Regions from separate parts of the Sus scrofa genome. Here all the other regions are linked to region 3. Evidence: chromatin contacts called from public Hi-C and HiChIP or PLAC-seq data. All regions are on one chromosome and are shown on one strand. Each heading gives the region's core, a stretch centred on a gene start, on an enhancer-like site or on the middle of the called end of the contact. The rest is flanking DNA. Distances are from core to core; before and after follow the strand shown.

The links. A called contact is a pair of places that touch in the nucleus more often than the background predicts. HiChIP or PLAC-seq counts read pairs in DNA pulled down with a chosen protein or histone mark.
Region 1: an H3K27ac HiChIP or PLAC-seq map of alveolar macrophages shows a contact between it and region 3. The contact joins two enhancer-like sites. A contact is called at or near these places in 6 of 47 Hi-C or Micro-C datasets (embryonic fibroblasts, fetal heart ventricle, fetal skeletal muscle and 1 more) and 2 of 2 datasets of contacts at active chromatin or transcription factors (alveolar macrophages and skeletal muscle).
Region 2: a contact with region 3 is called in an H3K27ac HiChIP or PLAC-seq map of alveolar macrophages. The contact joins the promoter of FNDC3B here to the enhancer-like site in region 3. A contact is called at or near these places in 2 of 5 promoter capture datasets (fetal liver and liver), 9 of 47 Hi-C or Micro-C datasets (embryonic fibroblasts, fetal heart ventricle, fetal skeletal muscle and 3 more) and 2 of 2 datasets of contacts at active chromatin or transcription factors (alveolar macrophages and skeletal muscle).
Region 4: a Hi-C map of liver shows a contact between it and region 3, with 2.0 times the contacts expected there. The contact joins two enhancer-like sites. A contact is called at or near these places in 3 of 47 Hi-C or Micro-C datasets (embryonic fibroblasts, liver and skeletal muscle) and 1 of 2 datasets of contacts at active chromatin or transcription factors (alveolar macrophages).

The regions. Positions count from the first base shown.
Region 1 is chr13:110,605,487-110,608,250 of Sscrofa11.1, forward strand. All of the region lies in intron 1 of FNDC3B (fibronectin type III domain-containing protein 3B), which reads left to right. Among named protein-coding and RNA genes, the nearest start is that of FNDC3B, 19 kb to the left of the region's middle. Within about 2 kb of position 1,260, at least 14 of the 83 cell types and tissues checked have an H3K27ac peak or open chromatin away from gene starts, as enhancers often do. A contact at or near this core is called in alveolar macrophages, where this site is marked.
Region 2 is chr13:110,586,176-110,588,875 of Sscrofa11.1, forward strand. It overlaps FNDC3B (fibronectin type III domain-containing protein 3B), which reads left to right and starts at 1,289. Exons shown (of 26, transcript XM_021069801.1): 1 at 1,289-1,505.
Region 3 is chr13:110,871,460-110,874,260 of Sscrofa11.1, forward strand. It overlaps FNDC3B (fibronectin type III domain-containing protein 3B), which reads left to right. Exons shown (of 26, transcript XM_021069801.1): 14 at 715-801; 15 at 2,119-2,257. Among named protein-coding and RNA genes, the nearest start is that of GHSR, 120 kb to the right of the region's middle. Within about 2 kb of position 1,417, at least 2 of the 83 cell types and tissues checked have an H3K27ac peak or open chromatin away from gene starts, as enhancers often do. A contact at or near this core is called in alveolar macrophages and liver, where this site is marked.
Region 4 is chr13:110,528,146-110,530,845 of Sscrofa11.1, forward strand. No RefSeq gene overlaps it. Among named protein-coding and RNA genes, the nearest start is that of FNDC3B, 58 kb to the right of the region's middle. Within about 2 kb of position 1,431, at least 21 of the 83 cell types and tissues checked have an H3K27ac peak or open chromatin away from gene starts, as enhancers often do. A contact at or near this core is called in alveolar macrophages and liver, where this site is marked.

The sequences.
Region 1 (2,764 bases), core at 10-2,509, 270 kb before region 3:
GTTCCTTTGAATGATATGGCTAGTGAGTCTTCATTTTGAAATGTTTCAAACTAGTTCGGCATCTTTTGACCTAAATCTTCTAGCCTTCAGCTTTGAGGAATACATCATTTGGATTTGTGAGAACAGTAAGATTTAGCCAGGTGGTCAGTTCCTATTAGCTTGAGAGGGCTTGGACCTCAACTGACTGGTGTTTATTAAATACTTGTTTTTTTGCAGAATGCTCTCCCATCATGAGGAGAGGACTCTCATAGTGAACAGTGAACCCTCTCCTTGAACCAGCTGACATTTAATTTTCTAATGTTCTCTCAGGATTCTTATGACTCAATCTTGTCATGAACCTCTGAATCAGTAGAAGTAATGGAAGATGGTAGATTTCTTTTGAAATGATAGATTATTCTTTTAGATGTCGGTCAGTCCCCTTCCCCTGGGGCAGGGGGTGGGATGTTCACAGTTGTAGGTGCCTTCAGATGAGAATTGGTGGTGAAGGACAGGCAGAGGATAAGGTATATTTATGTGCTGGCTCCACACTCAGGTTTTCCTAGGTGTCCCCCAGGTGATGAGGCTGATTATTCACTTCAGTGAGAGCAAAGCCTGGTGGCCCACTCCACGCTTTCCATTTCTCCTTTAGAAGTAGAAAATTGTAGGAGTTGCATAAACCAATACTTGGAGCTTGGGAGCCTTCCGTTCAGTCAGAACCAGTATTGGTTGGTGTCTAACTGTAAAGATATAGCAGCAAGTGGAACAGGGAGACTTATAATTCCTCTTCATCTCTCCACTATTATAGAAATTCCACCAGGGCAGGGACCTTGTCTCTCCTCTTCTCTCTCTTCTCCAATTGAAGCACAGTTGATTTAAATGTGGTATTTCCTTTTCCCTTTATACAGTGGCAAACAATAAGTGCTCAGTGTTTATTGAATAAATGACTTAATGACTGAGCAAAACATAGTGTTTTTTTGACACTGAGATACCAGTGTGTTTGAACCATGAAAAAAAGCTGTTGGATTTTCATTTTAAAATACTGTTCCAATTCTTGGAAGAAATGTGGCATCATTTTCAGCTTAAAGTAACTGAGATACCTGAAAATATGTGAAGATCCAAAGATTTTTGGTGTTCAGTAATAGTGAAGAACTGTTTGTCTTGCAAGTAACAGAAACACTTAAAGTAGCTTAAGCAAAGAAAAAAAGTTTGGAGTCATTGGAAATGAGGGCAGTCCCTGGACCTCGTGAGGTCTTGGAACCAGCCCTGGGAAGTCATTGGGAGCCAAGGCTGCTTTTCTTCCTCTTTCCCTTCCTTCTTTTTTAATACTTCTTCTTCTGTAGAGCCCATCTTATATAAATGCTGGAAGCCTCTAACTTCATAAAGCTTTATCAGTTTTAATTTTTTCTTCCAAACGACAGTCTACACCTTTTTAGTAATGAATTGAAGTTGTGGATGGTAGAAGTATTGTCTTAGTGTCATTTTGAGGCAAATTCTTTTCCAGTGTGTCAGTTATAGCTAGTTTGTGGGATGAAAGTTTTGGAAAGTTATGTAAAGAATGATCGCTATTCAACAAAATAATGATAATCTATATTTTCCCGTCTCTTGTTTTTTTAAAATGAACTGCAGTGAGACATGGCCAGGTTGATTTCTTCCCTTAAATCATCCCAGAAACTATGCCCAGTCCATTAATTGCTTTGTTCAGTGGGCAGGAAATGGTTATGTTTGTACAAGTTACACAATCTTAGCTAAGTCGGAGCAAGAAACCAAAGAGGTCTCTGATCTTTTTTTTTTTTTTCCCCTCCAGAATTAAACATTTGGATCCACAAACTTACACATGATGCATGAATCAGGTTACTGGGGGACACTTAGCAAAAACCATAATTTATTTTACTTGTCAGAATGGCTGCCTGTCTAGAGGTACTAAGAAAAGTGGTTGCCTGAGGTCGTCAGGCTGGTAGTGAGATTAAGTCTATGCAGTTTTACTTCCTTTTTAACAGTTTCTTTCCTTTTTTTTTTTTTTTGCTTTTTAGGGCCACACCTGCAGCATATGGAGGTTCCAAGGCTAGGGGTCATAGTGGAGCTGTAGCTGCTGGCCTACACCACAACCACAGCAATGCAGGATCCAGGCCAAATCTTTAACCTACACCACAGCTCATGGCAACGTCAGATCCTTAACCCACTAAGCAAGGTCAGGGGTCAAACCTGTGTCCTCATGGAGCTAGATTCTTTAACCACTGAGCCACGACGGAAACTCCTTAACAGTTTCTTATGCATGCAATAAAGGAGGTGTCCTGAAGCTGGTGCCCTGTTGGCATGACCAGGAAGAGTTCACCTTCTGCTCTCTCCCTTCCCCATCCTCCCTTGCAGGCTGTTTATAAATTTGTTCTTTTTCTTTCCTGGAGTTGGCAAGTTGCCTACTTAATACCATCCATTTGTCCATCCCTGTTACCTGTCTATTAATTCCCAATCATCTACTTTTCTTCCTGAAAGTGGAATTTTTCTCTTTATCACCATTTGATGATTCTTCAAGCATTATAATTGATATTTCGCAATTTTAGCAGAGCTGATTTTATATATAGTATTTTAAGGTATTTTCTGACTTTGCCTAACTGTTCATTCATTCATTCATCCTCCTTTCATTTTTATTTCCATTACTTATTTCCTGAAGCCTGTATATCACTAAGAAAATGTAATCTTAAGTAATGGAGTAACTAATAGAGGTCAAATTGAGAGAGGAATGAATGAAGAATTATATGAATTTAGGTAGAGTCAGAAAATAGTTTCC
Region 2 (2,700 bases), core at 39-2,538, 290 kb before region 3:
GCTTCCCCACAACTCTTCCAATGCAGAACTATGACCTAGGATTGGAACCATGTTCTAGAAAGATGGCTTCAAGACACCCTTTGCGAATATTTGGGGAAAGAAGCTGGTTAGGATTTATAAGCCAGGGAGGACCCCACTTGTCTGGATTTGCCATTATCCCCCTCATCTCCAAAAAAGAATTGCAAATTCCACAGGGAAAGGAGCTATTTCTCAGTATTCTTTTATATTCTTCTGGCTTTAATGCAGTACTTTGTACAATAACTTTATTTGATAAATGGTTGTTATATATTTTTTAGGTCAATGAGAGTAATAGGTTGCCTCCTGGTTACTACCTACTTCTGCTTTGTAGGCTAACAATTGAGGCTAAATGTGATTATTTCGAATACCTGGGAAGCTAAAAAGGAAGGTGGCCTCTCTGGGATAACTTCTACTTGTTTCCCTGGATAATTTGAAAGGTGGGATGGGATGCAGTCTGATAACCATTTTGAGTCTGTACGACAGGATACATGACTTTTTTTGTTCTTTTTTCTTTCTTCGGGCCGCACCTGCAGCCTATGGAGGTTCCCAGGCTAGGGGTGAATCGAAGCTGTAGCTGCCCGCCTCTGCGACGGCAACGCCAGATCTGAGCCATGTCGGCAACTTACATCATGTTCACCGCGTTGCCAGATCCTTAACCCACTAAGCGAGGCCAGGGATGGAACCTGCCTTCTCATAGATGCTAACCAGATTAGTTTCCACTGAGCCAGGGCAGGAATTTCTGAGACATGACATTTGACTTAATATAAACTTAGCAATTACTTAATGAAAGCTGTTGTGGCCTTCGCGTTGTTCTATGTTTGATACAGAAATACAGATATGAATAAAGAGTCTCTGCTCTTGTGAGCGCATATTGGGTACTGAACTTTGATATAATCTGTTCACGCTGTATAAACCATATGAACAAAGTTCTATGGGAAACAGAGAAGGGAGGTGACAAAATAGCTCACAAGGTTGTGGGGATTTTTAAAAAAGTTAATACATGAAAAAATGTCAGTCTCAACTCTGATTATTACTTAGCAGACACTGCATTTATATTGATGTTGCAATCATTTGCAGAACATGAAGTCTTCGCCTTTCAGGAGTTGCTCGTTCCCTAAGCCTTTACGTTATTCTGGCTGAACCAAAAAGAGTTTTAGGATAGTTATGCAGGCCTAGTGGGGAAGGAGGATCCCATAGTTCCTGCGAATCTTTACTTAAAACGGCGGTTATACTCGGCAGATTACGGCAGTGGGCGGGCCTCAAATCCCCATGTGGTCCCGACATCATTGACATGGCGGAATCCCCCATCTAACCCTCCTGGTAGTTATTTGAGCGGCGGCTGCGGCCGGAGGCGGAGGAGAGCGGTGGCGGCGGCGGCGGCGGGAGCAGCAAAGGGGCGGCAGGGATCCTCGGGGCTGGCGGCTGGGAAGGCGTGGTAGACCCGGTGTGTGGCGCGCCCGGAGCCCCGCGTTTCAGCCCGAGGGAAGGTAAGGCGTGCAGGAGCAGGAGACTGGAGGGGATCCGGACCCCGCGTCTCAGCCGCTGGGGTCCCAGCGCGCTGGAAAGCCCCAGCCGGACGCTGAGTCCGCCAAAGTGCTTGCCTGTCCCGGAGCGCTCCGGGCGCGCCAGACTTCCCGAGAAAACTTGGCGCCAGAGTGCCTGAGCGCCCCGCGCTCCTCTGGGCACCCCGGGAACACGGGGCCCAGGAGGGGGTCGGCCTCCCCTTTGGGGCCGCGTCTTACTGGGCTCCGGGTCCCCGCTCGTCCCCCCAGCTGGTGAAGGCTTGGAGGAAGGAAAGAAACGGGTAGATTCTTCTTGATCGGGGAAAAAATATCTGGGCAGTGGCTCCCGGGCTTTCCCTCCCCCCCTCGCCCTCCCCAGCCTTCCCAGCAGATTTTGTCCGAGGAATCCGCTCCCCCTCCCGGAATCTCCGCGGCAGGAACGCTGCCCAGGAGGGGGAGGGCGGGCGGAGAGGCCGAGGAATCTTCGACGTGTCACTTTCTGAGGCTGTAGATTTCCATATGGTAAAGGGAGGAGGGCGGGCGTGCAAAGAGGGGCTAGAAGTTGGGGCCGCCTCTCTGCGCCAGGCGGGGCGGGCCAGGACCTCCGACCCTTGGATGCACACAGGGAGGGTCCCGAGCCCGCACCGGCCCCCCGCCCAGGCCAGGCCTCCCCGGGACACTCCCCGCCTAGCCGCTGGCCACCTCAGTGCGCGCCACGTCCTCCCTCCCCGTCCTGCCCCCCGGGCTCCCCCCGGGCTGGGGGCGGTAACCGGCGGCCGCGGCTGGACTCGGCGAGCCTAGAGGCTGGAAGCTCGGGCGGGGGAGTGGGGCACGGCGGGAAGGAGCGGGCGACCCGGTGTGTGGGCCAGCGTAGCTCCGGTCAGTGGGTCACCCCAAGGGGCGCCCGGGCCGGGGGTGGGGCGGGCGGGAGGAATCCGCGCCCCGAGGCGGCCGGGAGGGGTGCGCGGACCGTCTGGTGCTCTCGGCGCGGCGGGGGCCTGCCGGCGTGGGAAGGGCCTGTCATTCTGGGCGAAAGTGGGGCCTCCGGCTATGCCCGCGAAGTTTCCCAAAGGTCCGGTCTGGGCGCCCGGTGGGATCCGGAGCACCCGGGCCCAGTGTCCCTGGAGACGGGGCTGGGCTGCCTGGCGGCGCCGTTGGCGGGAGGCTTCCAGGAGTGCGC
Region 3 (2,801 bases), core at 167-2,666:
TTCCCCACACCTTGGAAATCTTCAGATTTTTTTTTTTTTTTTTTTGTCTTTTTAGGGCTGCACCCACGGCATATGGAGGTTCCCAGGTTAGGGGTCTAATCCGAGCTGTGGCTGCTGGCCTACGCCACAGCCACAGCAACGCCAGATCCGAGCCACATCTGCGACCTACACCACAGCTCACAGCAACACCAGATCCTTAACCCACTGAGCAGGCCAGGGATCGAACCCTCCTCACAAATACTAGTCAGATTTGTTTTCACCAAACCACGACAGAAACTCCTGCATAGCATGTTGGAGCTCAACAGTGAGGACCTCAGTGCAGGAAGACCTTCATGACAACATTGTTAAATAATTTTTTAAGTATATACTGCTTCATCAATCTAGTGGTTAAATTCTTTGTTTAAAATGCTTATTGAGTAACCAGAAAAAGTTTACTCTGTGAGAAAAGCATATGGTGGTACCTATTCCAAAGCAAACTGACATTCTCTCAAAGAGAGAGCATTGTTCTCATTCAAATTAGTGTTAGTCTCACAATAAAGTTGCCCAGATCCAGAATAAATTATAATGTGATAGAGTTACATTTTCACTTTTAAAGAATCAGACTTCTGGCCCACTGGTGATGATAGAAGGAGGCAATATAAAAATTATACATACAAAGTATTTAAGGCCTGGACTTTATGGTACTGATGTTTCTTTCTGGCTTTGCCTTTTCAGGATAACCTTTTCCACCCAAAATACACTGGAGAGGACTTAACCTGTACTGTGAAAAATCTCAAAAGAAGCACACAGTATAAATTCAGGGTGAGTCAGTCATTTTGTTACCTGCACTGCTTAAAAATGAAGCTGTTTTACGTTTCACCCCATGCCATTTTAAATCGACTCTACAAGTTAAAAATTTCTCAAGTTTGCTACACTTTACACTTTTATAATAATATGTGTAAAATACACATCACACTTTTATTCTGTTTTATTTATTTATTGGCCTCACCCCAAGACATGTGGAAGTCTGGGTCAGGGATCGAACATGCACCACAGTTGCAGCTTGCGCCACAGCTACACCAATGCCGATCCTTAACACACTGTGCCACCAGGGAACTCCCATACTTTAATTTTAAAATCCACTTTTGAGAAAGAAAAGCTGTAACAAAGTGCAGCTGTAATGTGCACTACAACATGGATGAAGACCCAAACCAGGTGCCCAGCACACCTCTCTCACCTGCACTTCATACCTTTCTCTCCAGAATTTCTCACTTTAATCAGACTTCCCTTTTATTCTTCATTTTCCTTTGCTCTTATGCCCATTTTCTTTTCTCACCTGTTTCTCTTTTTCTTTGCTGTTACCCACCTCCTCCCCCCTCGGGCTCTGCTTTTGTCATCAACAGTCACCATTAATGTCACCATGGGACTTTGTGTTGTTGCCCAAGACAATTTTGCAATCTTTAAGAGAGAGGAAACAGCAGGCTGCCTTCTGTGCTGCTGTAGTGTTTAGTGATCCTAGCGCAGCACTGTATTTTCTAGTGCAACACTGCATTTTGAAGAGATGTGGTTGTCTTCTGATTCCACCATTCCTTCTCTTAACTTTTGTGCCAAATGGTGTTATTTGATATGCAATAGTCACTCAATAAATAATTGTTATATTATCGAGTGGAATGTGTGACTATTAGAGGAAAATGATAGTTTTTGGATATTTTAGAAAACCCTTGTTATTTGATACTGGCTATGAGAACATAGATACATTGCTAGCATTTGTCCACAAGGTGGCGTTGCCCTATGCTTAAATAAGCGAGGTTATTTTTGTCTGCCTTTTCCCCCATATTTCCCTTCCACAAAACACTATGAACCAGGTGGTGACATACTGGTTTTGTTTTGTCCTCTTGAAAGGGTAAAAAATGTCTTTAGCTAATACCTACCTTATTTTGTTTTTAGTTGTTAATAGCAAAACTATATAGAAAATAAGTACCCCATTAAAGAAACACTTATAAATTAGTGGTTTGAGATTGAGAGAGAATGTCTGTCTGTGTGAGTTTATGGATACCCTGATCTTCCATGTGGAAAGTTTAATACCACTGGTTTAATACCTGGTATCTAAAGTATATTGTTTCCTTGGTTGTGTTGTAGCTGACTGCTTCTAATATGGAAGGGAAAAGCTGCCCAAGTGAAGTTTTGGTATGTACAACGAGTCCTGACAGGCCTGGACCTCCTACAAGACCCCTCATTAAAGGACCAGTTACATCTCATGGCTTTAGTGTCAAATGGGGTATGTTTTGTTGGTGCTCATACTGACGCTTTTTTGACAGATTTTTTAAAAACTTACTAATTTCCATAGTGACAGACCAATAAACAGCAAACCATATTACTTAAGGGAGTTCTATACATTTGGAATAGCTATATGAGAAACATCCTAAGAATTCCACAAACTGGTAAAATTGACCATTTTAAGAGCTTTTCATTAACTTTATGATTTTTCTGATTATATTTTTTCCTCCTAAATTTGGAATGTATTACTGATTTGAATGTGGTAATTTCTGAATATGTCTTTCATTCTCCAATGGCTTGCCCTCAAAAAGTAGCAATATTTCATATAAAAACTGATTTATAAAGTTAATATTGAAAATAAATGTCAAAATTTAGGTATGTCCTCTGAATTAAATTGTGACATACAGAATTTTTAAGTTACTATGAATTAGGAAAACTTTAGTTTTTGCTGTTGTTGTCATCTTATCAAGAGTCATAAACTTCAGGAATTTTTCACATTGAAGTTCATCATGTGGTATATGTGGGTATCTGGTAGAAGGATATTG
Region 4 (2,700 bases), core at 181-2,680, 340 kb before region 3:
CAATGACAGGAATGTTCTGGAATAGGTAGTGGTGACAGTTGCACAACATTGTGGATGTACTAAAAACCACTGAATTTTACACATTAAAATGGTGAGTTAAAAAAATTATTTCTCAATTAAAAAAATTTTTTTTAAGTGGGCCCTCAAAGACAAATAGGGATAAGCCAGGCAAGGCAAGGGGAACCAGGGCACTCCACCTGAGGGAATACCTAGGGTCAAAGTTAAAAAGCAATACCAATCAAGCTTTGTTCTAAAAAATGGTAAGAATCTGGTACAATGGCTGTGCTACTCCAAGTGTCGTCAGTGGGCAGTGAATTGTTTGTTAAGATCTGTGACAAGATAAGAAAAGAAACTGAGAGTACACTGTAGAAAAGTTAGCAAGCTGACATGACATGGTTGGTGGCCTCCAGCCTTTGGACAGGATATAAACCAAAAGTGGTCAAGCTCCTGTGGCAGGTGGCCTGTCGCCCAAGCTACACACTAGTCCTGCACCACAGGATCCAGCAGATGGGAAATGAAAACAGTGTGTTCTTCACTTCGTAAAGTTTGAGAAGTACTGTCATAAGGGATATACTATAAGGAGTAACAGGCTAGAGACAGAGGTTGGGAACTGAGTGTGAGGTACTTTGTAAGTAAAATAGTTTGAAATCACTTCTTTGTTCAGAATTCTTTAATCAGGTTGTGCCTAGTTATGTACCACGAGTGACACCGTGACACTTCTAAGCATGGGTTATCTCTTGGGAGTATAGAAAACAGAGGAATCAGGCAATTTCAGGGGAAAGAAACTCTTTCCAAACAAAACAAAATGAACCCCCCTGGGAAAAAATAGGGTACATCTTTTCCATCTTGGAGATGGCATAAAGTACACAGAATCAGCACAAGAGGTTGAAAGAGGCACATAGCACACTAATTAAGATTCAAAGATTTGTTTGTATTTATTGAATAAAAGAAACCAGAATAAGCCACCCCAGAAAGGGAAATTGAATTGAGAGCTAGGCTAACTGTAGAGAGACAAGTGAGGCAGGCAGAGAAGTAGGAACTCACACTCTCCCACAAAGGGAGAGACAAGCCAGCCTGCTCCACGTGTGGGAAAATACTCAGCCTCTCAGAAGAAGAGCCCTATATTGATTCCAGACATTGTTATTCCTGCGGGAGTGGGGGGACAAGAAAGGAAAGGAAACCAAGGTATTGACAGAAAAACCAGCTTCTACTTTCTCAAATGTCTTGGATGTCACTATGAAGCAACCACAAGACTTCCCCTGTTGTCACATGTTGACTCATTCTTCCCCAAGCAAGACCATTTATTTAATGTCTCGTTTTGTTAAAGTCGATGAGATTTTGTTTCAGAATCTGGGGCTGTGCTAATGTAAATGCTTGTTTGTCTGGGGTTGTGCAGAATGAAGGAAGTTCATGCTCTGCACAAGTAAAGCAATGTGTCATGTCATATTGCCAAAAGGTTGCATCATTTCTAAACTTTCCGGAAGACTGGATAGATGAGAGGTCATCTATGTTTATTTTGTGAAGTTTGGCCTACCAGGAAATGTGTGGGTACAAGAGATATTTTAGGCCCATGAGACTCTCACTTTAGATGCTTAATCCAGCAGCATGTGCTATAAGCTTCAGTCTCTAACTAAATCTTTGAAGAGTGGCAAGTTGTGAAGTATGCAAGGTTTTTGGCTGCACTAGCAGAGCCACGTATAAAATCCTGTTGCCAAACAAAGACTAGAACCAGATGACAAAGACTGAAAACATACTTCATGTATTGACTTTGTCTATGAAATACTCATTATAACCTAATCCAGTAATATTCATTTCTAGGATTATTGCATAATCACTCACCAATCAATATTAATTAAGGCTGTAAATTGACCTTGAAAGAAGTTTTTTTTAAGCAGAACATTTCATGTTGGGTTTCTTTAAAAATATAATGGAATTACTTCAACAAGGAAGAAAAAAATGTCTTAAGGAAGTAATTTTTAACACACAGCTTAACAGAAGTGATAATGGATGACCTACCAGCAACCCTATTCAAGTCTGCTTGTGGACATTTTATTTATAGTCTTCACATCCTCCATGATTTGGAAGATAACAATAATCCCTTCTCTGGACTGAACTGCTTTTCTCTACTTTTTCATGTGGTTCTGAGAAGGGGAAGGGGTTGCCAAAAAAATATCACCACACAAACAATGCACACACACCCCTTTCTGTCCCCATCACATACATAAAGCACAGGGAAACCCAGAAACAGGAGATAATGATACTAACACCTGGAGGAAGGCAATACCAAGAGAGAGAAACAGAGGCCAGCTCCGTCCCTGGAATGCACAGGACTTAGCCAATGCATCACCTCTATTGTTTAAGCTATTTGAGTTGAGTTTCTATTTGAAACCAAAAGAATCCTAACACCAAAACTCAAGATGTTTATCTCTGTAGTAGACAGTACTCCTTGTTGTACTATTTCAGGGGGGTTGGAGGGTCATTCTGGAATTGTGCAATGGAGAACACTTTCTGGATGGCTGGAGTAGTATCTATGTGACTCTCACTCCTGGAACACAACCCCATTTGCATGAACTACATGTGAGGGGTGCCTCCTGGAACTGTGCAGTGTGAGATATGGAGGTAAACATGAACTCCCCTTGCTGTACAAATCAGCACCATCAGTCTCTCCACATAACTAGTGCTGCTTGGTCTTAAGTAAGG